Linked DNA regions of Zea mays: region 1 is linked to region 2. Evidence: chromatin contacts called from public Hi-C data. All regions are on one chromosome and are shown on one strand. Each heading gives the region's core, a stretch centred on a gene start, on an enhancer-like site or on the middle of the called end of the contact. The rest is flanking DNA. Distances are from core to core; before and after follow the strand shown. Region 1 has its middle 53 kb from the start of LOC103650097. Region 2 has its middle 78 kb from the start of LOC103650093.

Evidence for each region. A called contact is a pair of places that touch in the nucleus more often than the background predicts.
Region 1: a Hi-C map of tassel shows a contact between it and region 2, with 4 times the contacts expected there. The contact joins two enhancer-like sites. A contact is called at or near these places in 2 of 25 Hi-C or Micro-C datasets (ear and tassel).

The regions. Positions count from the first base shown.
Region 1 is chr3:54,226,481-54,231,024 of Zm-B73-REFERENCE-NAM-5.0, forward strand. It overlaps the pseudogene LOC103650098. Among protein-coding and RNA genes, the nearest start is that of LOC103650097, 53 kb to the left of the region's middle. Within about 2 kb of position 3,196, at least 12 of the 20 cell types and tissues checked have an H3K27ac peak or open chromatin away from gene starts, as enhancers often do. A contact at or near this core is called in ear and tassel, where this site is marked.
Region 2 is chr3:53,496,253-53,500,611 of Zm-B73-REFERENCE-NAM-5.0, forward strand. No RefSeq gene overlaps it. Among protein-coding and RNA genes, the nearest start is that of LOC103650093, 78 kb to the left of the region's middle. Within about 2 kb of position 1,944, at least 20 of the 20 cell types and tissues checked have an H3K27ac peak or open chromatin away from gene starts, as enhancers often do. A contact at or near this core is called in ear and tassel, where this site is marked.

The sequences.
Region 1 (4,544 bases), core at 1,946-4,445, 730 kb after region 2:
CCTGTTTGTCTGATAAAAATGAGCGGGTCTGTTCACTAGTGGGTTTCATATAGTAAATAGCCGAATTGGCTGTTACAACTATGGAGACTTTTGTAGAGGGATAAAAGTTCTTACTGCCAGCAGAATTGCATAATTTTTGGTTGAGTAGTTTGGGAGATATCAAATTTTGAAGTTAACTATGCTGTTGTCTGAAACAGATTCAGTCAATTGTCTTATCAGATGTTTTAGAACTTATAAATGGCAGAATTTAAGTATCCATTGAATATCAAAGTTGTAGAGTATTTTGTGTAGATACTCCTAGAGTATTTGTTTGATATCATTACTGTTATAATTTTAAAGATACAAAATTAACAAACAGCGTTGCTGCTGTTTTGCATGTTGTTCAGGGTGGGAGTCTTTCCACCGGGTCTTGGTTTCAAGTATAGGAGCGATTTGTTGATTGTTGGCAAATGTTTGTGAAATATTTGTACTAAGTTTTATGCCCGCTAACAGGTGGCTACACTCCAGTCATGCCTAGTACATTTTTCGTCTTCGATGAAGGCAAGTGAATGTAGCGGTGGTTGCTACCGTTTTGACCTGTTATTTCTATCGCCTACACTTTAATATTCAGAATTATTGGATTCTTTCATAATTGCACTCTATGATGATGTTTTACTTGATTGTATTATATTGATGCCCTATCATATATGGATGATGATTATGGTTCGAGTATGACCCATGAGATTAATTTACACCCCTGAAGAAAGATGAAGTATTATTTGAGATTTGTATTGTATCTAAAGGAAGTGAAGTATATTGATAAATGCAGCATGCCATATGCATTGCATGATTCATTTGCATATGAAGTTTGGTCGTGACCTATGGTCCAACCGTACCGGTACAACTTAGCATCGTACGTTGCCCGAGGAGGGATACGATGCGGCTTCATACCCTTAGAGGTATGAAGGCAGAGGTCATATGCATTGCATTCATATGCATTCATTGAAGTGATATTAGCAGATGATGTGGTTTTTATACTCTCAAAGGTATGAGGGAAGAGGATCTACACATTGCATTCCTATGCATACATTGAAGTGATATCTGCAGGTATTGTTGACGCAGGGAAGTGTTATACAACCTATTGTGGTTGTTCGAGAAAATGAGATGGTATTAGTTATATTGGGACCATTGAGTTCTATATCTATAAGTATTTCTGATCTCAATTGTGATTCTTTTAAAATGTTGTTTAATTCAATTTGTGGTTTAAATATCTCGTCAAACAATTTGCTTGCTGAGATGTATCATCTCACTCTTGCATTACTTAATGCAGGTACTTGATTCATGTTGGGAATGAAAGAAGTAGCAGCACGTCCGCCTTCACTATTATAATAACGCTGCCCAGTTGCAGCCATGATTTAATTAGAAACTCGATGTCAAATGATTTTTGTTTTTTCTAATCGTCGGCAATGGTTAATTCAGTTCATGTCGTTATGTTTAACTTCCCTTTGCTAGCAGATTAATAATGCTTAGTATGTTTTTTGTTATGATATATGTTTATACACTGTTGCTCCTCGTTTATACAATTTTTCAAAGGAGATGCTACCGAAATTTTATATATGAATGTCAGATGTGTAGTTCAGTAGCATTCCGGGGTGTTTGTGGACCCCAGGGTATTACACTTATTTTCGGCTATTTTTCTGGCGACCAAAGACCGTCGAAAATAGGCTTAAAGCCGCCGAAAATAAGCTATTTTCGGCAGCGAAGACCCTATTTTCGGCGGCCTCTAGCCACCGAAAATGACTGTACCTGCCGTAGTGCTAGTTTTTTGTCACCAAAATACAGCATGTGAGGCTATCCGGTTTAACATTCTTTACTTTCATCTCCTCAGGATGATAGTGGTAATCTGAACTGTTAGGACAAATATAATATTTTAAAATATATATGTATAAAATTTGATGTTAATCTTTTCATATATTATCAAGCACATTATTACAAATAAGAATAAAATATTAAATAAATATTTTATGTATTATTTGTTCCCTACAACAAAAAAAATTTGAAAAAATTATCGAATTTATTTTCGAATCCATACCGAATTTTATATATATCATTTGAGAAAATATATGATGAATTTGAGGTTTGCCTTTTATAAATCTTTATAAGCTAAATGTTAAAAACAAGAATACAAAATTTATATAGTAGATTCTATATCCTATTTATTCGTAATCAAAGAAAAATGACAAAAAAACCGATTACCGAATAAATACCGTTTTCATCTTTCTCCTCGAAGAGACTATCAACCTTCCTATGCTGGTCTGACTTCATGTAAAGAGGCATCAGATTATTGTTGGTCTATGTTCATCCATCTGGCTGTAGAGATCTGTTGCTTTGTCTTCCTTGTTCCTGAGAAATAACAAATATGAAAGGCGCCGTAAGTTCGATGATTCTTGGCTGATAAGGGAGGTTAGCAAAATAATTCTCAGCTGCCTCAAGGCCACACTTGAGATCCAGACGTATTGCATGGTTAGTGTGTGACATGTTCATACCCCTCGCACTGACCATCCAATCAATCAATTGCATGAAAACAATGCCACATTATAGATGAAGTAATACCAACCAATCAACCATAACTTAAGCATTAATAGCAGATGTAAAAAGAAGAGCAATTGCACATTTCCCACTACTTTAACTTGAGTTTGACACTCAATAATGTTATCAAATTATCTGATGAATCCTGGTCGCTAAGGCACCAACCAGATGATTGGATGTGATTACTCATCGACTAGCTCGATTAATCGAGCTTAGTTGTCCTGCATATTACCAGGTCTGATATGATATTAGCAGCAACAAATTAAAGCTAGAAAAGATTAATTGCAGATCAGAGATTAAAGCAGAACAGATGTAGCAAGATGGAAAAAGATTGGAGGACATGAACTCCATCTTCAGGAAGGAGGAAGGGACCTGGCAGCAGAATCTTTTAGCACTTGGCTGCTGCAGTGGTTGAGGAATGCGTGGTGCATGAGGAAGGATGTCTGACAAAGGCAGCAACATGAGCTGGTGGCAGGCTGAGGAAGGCATCTGACAGAGGCTGCAAGGAAAGCGGACAACAAAGTGGCAGCTGTGTGACAATGCGAACTCGAAGAGACAAGAGCACTCCTGCAGTCCTGCCTGGCGTCCGGCATACCTCCCGTGATCCCGTCCCGTGGCATGTATAGGCCTAGCCTTAATGGGCCAAATTGGCAGGCCAAAATCTCTACCTCGCTAGCCCACGTGCACAGGACCACTTGTTGGAATTTCATGCATTGTGTTGTGCCCCCCTGAATCAGTGACTGTGAGTGCATTTTCACAGACTCAAATTATGTGTTGCATCCTTCAGAATGCCCAGTGTTTGTGTTTGTTTTGGTCTTTTGTTCTTTCTGGCTATACACATACTCATAACTCATTCAGTCTTCAGAGTTCAGAGCCACTACGATCTGTACCATGGAGATATGGCCATTGATCGGCTAAGGAGAGAAGAGTAGTTGGCGACGAGAGGGCAATAATAAAGAATTGAGGAGCAGGAGAGAGAGAGAGTCGAACTCCGTCAGATTATCGGGATCATCTGATTATCTGTGATTTGCTCACGTCTGCGTTTTGATCTCGGTATGGGCAACGCAGGTGGTGACAATGTGTCAATTGCACCCACACTGCCTCGCGCCAATTGCCTATTTATCTTGCCATCCAACACATCTACCGTCCATCACAGAAACTGAAGTTTTTTTTCCAAGGGCATACCTAAAGCTCCTCTTACCGTGTATGACGCAGGACAGAATTTCACATGGGGCTAAACAAAATTACAAAACAACTTGACATTTGAGATATGGGATATAAAGGAGAGAATATTTTATGAGACTTTAAAAGATGGATATAGAGAATGTATATAAATGGTGTTGGTGGAGATAGTATTAGTAGACTGTGGAGTTACACTGTAGGTACAACTGTAGTTTTAGCCCCACATACTTGCTATTTTTTTTCCAATTTTGTAGTATATTCGGTGTACATATAAAGACAAAAAATGAGGTGAGGTTATGACCTACTTTGTCCCATTATTGGATCCACCACTTTGGGGAGCTATAGAGCGATTTCCTCTAACGTTTTTTCTATAGCTCTCCTGGAAGGCATGAATATCTTTGTCTACATAGAGGAAGCACTATGCTCCTCATATAAGTTAATTAATATATTTTAATCCTACCTAAGCCCTATGATATGAATAATGTCTATTATGGTACTACAAATATTATATAATTTTTTTTAAAAAAAATCAAAAAGTAATAAATGTGTGTTAACTAATTGAGTTTCAATATACAAAGGGAGCTGCATAGAATGAATGGTTAGAGTTAGAGACAAATCGTATGTAGGAAAAAAATCTTTTAAGGGTAATAAAATATATTACAAGGTACAAATATGACCATCTCAAACGGTTCACACCATTTAACTCACCCTTCTCCAACCATTCTGCCACCACTACCATCCTTTTATAATATATATTTTTAATTCATGATACGTTGTACTCGTACATGTAATCA
Region 2 (4,359 bases), core at 694-3,193:
TTTTTTCCCTTATTTCTTATGATATACAGTCGAATGACGTTGGTCGCTTCTCATCTCGTGCTGTGAATGAGGTGCTCCATAATCTAAATCTTGGGAGGCATGGGTGAACTGACTATCTCTAGTGAATCTTAGTCCACAGTACCACTCCCTCCTACATAGCTACCCCCAACACCATATATTCCAGCATCACCCGCACCATCCCCATGGCTACCATCATCGTTGTTGCCACCATCACCTTCACTAGGGTTATTTGTGCTTTCTTCAGTCCCAACCTCTTCATCTTCGCATTTTTATCAGCAAATTTGACCCTTTTTCCTTTGCGTTATGAAGGACCAATTTTTGTTTTCCTCTTTCCAAGGTGGGTGTCACCAACTGTTGTATTGGCCTATTCCTGAACATCCTTTTGTGTCTCCATGTTCACGAGCAATTGATGTAAACAACTTGTTAGGAACATGTGTGTCACTATTAGAGAGAGATGACTCCTCATGTAATGTTGGAGGTGCATTGGATCTCCCTCTCTCCATCCACTCTCGGATAGCTTCATTATGTCTATGTAAGGAGAGATCCATGAGGGCCAAGGCAGGATCCAACTCACTAGGCTTTGGCGTAGCTGATGCACGTTGAATGAGTAGACATAGGTTGTAGTTCACGAACACCAACTCATGTAGATTCTGGTAGCCTAGTTTGTTGCGGAGCTTTATATGAATGAAAGTGAATGTACTCCAATTGCGCTCACACCCACTTGATGAAGCACATTGTGCAAGAAGCCGCTTCACAACACGTTGTAGAGTCGTGTTTCTGACTCAAACATAGCCCACCAAGTAGATGGAGACGTATTGCAATCAGTTGTCATTCTCCTTGCCAGGTCACTCGAGAATTCTCCAACTTTGACCATTCTTCTCTCCATGTCATCACACAAGGTCTGTCCTTTCACCTACAACAATACAAACAACTATGAAACAAATTCAGTCATGTAATAAAAAAAGAGCCACAAACATAAAAACAACTCATTACTATCAATTGTAATACAAATAATAAACGTAAAACAAATATGAACTACACATCGATTATGCTCTAAATCAATATAAATAACAACGATGAATTACATGTGTGAGACACGAAATACCCTAATAGTTAACAGTTGAGGGCTCCTTTTCTGCATAGTGATTAAGACCACAAATCCCACTCAGTAAGCACGCTAATCGACCAAATCCTCCCAAAAGCATTGGTTTTCGACAGCTAACTGACGCTTCTCGCCGCATTATTACCGGATATCGCTGACGAATCCATGGTTCCCGTCGCAAACTTGTCGAATCCCACCGTCGTTGCTGGATCTGCGGTTTCTGATGGATTCTCAACGAGAAATGACAGCTACCCCGGATCTTGTCAGCTCGCAAGTGAGAATGTGGGCGACGCTCGCCTGAGCAGAGAGTGTGCGTGTGGAAAGTGCGTGAATGAGCAGAGAGGGTGAGATGGGTGACTTGGTGAGTGAATAGCCATTCAAAAAATAGGTTCCAGTTTAACGGGTGAATGAGCACCGAATTTTTTTTTTGACACCAGATGATGTTTTTTTAAAAAATAATATACACATTTAAACCGCTGCGACCCTCTAGGTTTTAATAGATTGTTTCCTTATTTATTATGATTTTTTAAAAGTTAAAAATGTGAAAGTATTTTTTTTTTTTGAAAAAAAAAGAGAGAACGGTTTACGATCACAGTGGGAACGAGAAATTTGGGTGAATTTCACCGGATCTCGGTCGAGATTTATTTCACTGGGTAGACTGCACTGATTAACAGCTTTATTTTATTTTTTTAAGTACGGGGCAGTGAACATGCGTGGATTTCTGTTAAACTGGATCGTAAGGAAACCGTAATGATATCGGGGTTGACAATGGAGAGCGCAGATGAGCATGGGGCGCAGGGATGTGACACCACTCCGCTCCCGCGTCGTCCCTTCCTTTTTCTTTCCTCTCCTGCAACGCACAGCCATGCGTCACGACGCACAGCATGTCAGTCGCGTCCGACGTCGCGTCAGCGGCCGATGACCAATGTTTGCCTCACACACCACTTGATAGATCTCTCAAAGATTAGCGAAGCCATCGGGGACAGACAGGTTAGCAGAGCACCAGGGCAAATACGTACAGTGTAGCAGCAGTACGTATCAATGAAATAGGAAAAAAATGAAGAGCGAGCAACCGAGCATGAACCACTCACAGGTTCTGATTGTGACGAGGTTTCCTTTTCCTGAACAATAGCTTCCATGGCAGTTAACGGAAATCGCGTTGATCTGCCGAGGCAACGGAGGGAGAGCCCACTGGCACCAGCAGCCAGCACATGGGCAACATTTGAGCGCGACGCGTTGGAAACCAATAACGTCCGTCCTCGCAGCGGCAGTGCCCATCTGTCTGTCTCTGTCCCCAGCGAGCGACAGACAGGTGATGGATGCGACGCGACGGGTGGGTGACACGGGCCATCGACCATCAGCTGCGGATACGGTCGCGGCCCGTGGGCCGAGCGGGCTTCCAGGCCTTTCTACTTCTACCAGGGCGAGACGAACGCGTGCGCGGAAGGCCAGGTCCCCAGGAGGACCCGAGCGCGTACTACGGCCGGGGGTGCGTGCCGGTGCCGATGCCGATGCCGATGCCGAGCGCCGGGCGCGCGGTTCCAGTCGCCAGATGCTTGCTTTGCCTTGTCTCGACCGCCCACCCACCCGGAGTGCCATGAAATGGCTGGCGTATCCCGTCCGCAGTCTACGTGGGGAGGAGAGAGACCCGAGGTCCTGATCGCCGGTATCCGTGTTGCTTGCTGCTCCCTCTCTTCGCCGTAGCCATCACGTACGTAGTACAGTACTACTTCCGTCTCCGCCCATCGAGGCATGTGGGCTCGTGATGGACAGACAGCACTACCAACGGCGCCAGCGCCACCCAGCAAGAGACTGCGGCGGGCCGTACGTGCTCTGTTTTCAATAGTTGAGCTAGTAGTACGTATTAAAACATTCTTTTTATTAGAATTTGATTTATTTAGAGATTGGGATCACTCACTCAGTTGTCCCCGGCCGCCAGTTGCTTAACCCACAACCGATTCCATTTCACGCAAGTGCACATCTTAAAGGTCTACGCCGGCAACTATATCATCACTTATACTGTAACGAAAGGGGATCGTTTTAACTTTGACGAACGAAAGGCATGCAGGCCAAATCATTTTGCTGGCGACAAGAACCTTTATTTAGCTTGTTGGTGTCCCTCCTAACAGGCTAACAGATAAAAGCCCCCCATCTATCTAGCCGGCCCCCAACCCAAAAAGTCCCCCCCTCCGGTGCCGGTACCAACCTCTGCCTGCCGCCGGCGTCTCCCCGAGGACAAGCGATGGAGGAAGGCAGGCACGCAAGGTCAGGTCTGGATTGTGGTCTGTGCGCCACGCACTGTGTTCACTTCACTCACATACAGATGCAGCAAGAGAGAGACAGAGAGAGATCAGATAGGAGGGACCGATCCAATCCGATGCAAAACACGAGGGCGCCTGCTGCTGGCATGGAGCCAAAGCGCTGGCATTGAATATGTGCACGAATTCGTGTGTCGTGGGCGTTCCCGAGGCGCCCTTGAGAACGCAAACCGCGTCTCGAGTCTCACCATCCACGCGCATAAACAACTGTGAAAGCCCCCCAGGCGCTGCTGCGCTCACGAGCCTAGGAGGTGGTAGATGGAGGCCTTCGAGAGCCGCGACCTCTCTCTCCTCCTGCCCTACGCCTCCAAATCCCAACAAAAATTTTAGAGCGGTCCTTTCCAAGAGAGAAAAAAATATGTGTTCATCACACGTTTCGAAAAGTCAAGTAATCTTATGGTTAACAAAACATATACACAAAAGTATTAAACATTAGTATTTTTCTATAAATTTAGTTAAATTTAAAATTAATTGATTTGTTAAAGGATGACGTCCAAAGTTCAAATACAACAGTCTAGGGCCTAGGGATGGCAACAGATTTAAAACCCGCGGGTATAGAGATTACAAACTCGTACCCGCGAAATTAATGTTAAACCCGTAACCTCACCCGCTACCCACGGGTTTATGGCATCCGCGGGCACAGTCATATAATAAATTTTTATTAAACTGATAGCACATAATAATAAATATTTATTAAACTTATAAAAACATGTACCAATCTTAGCCAAAAGTTCTATGAGTTCCCTGGCGCATGTAGTCTTCTTTTAAATAATTTGATTGGCTCCGCTAGCTCAAAGCTTTCGGGGTGGCACTAAATTGAGATGTATGTGCTCTACAGTCTACACAGACACACACGCGGGTATGCGGGTTTGCGGGCACGGGTACAACATTTTCATACCCACGAGAAAAAACCCGTCG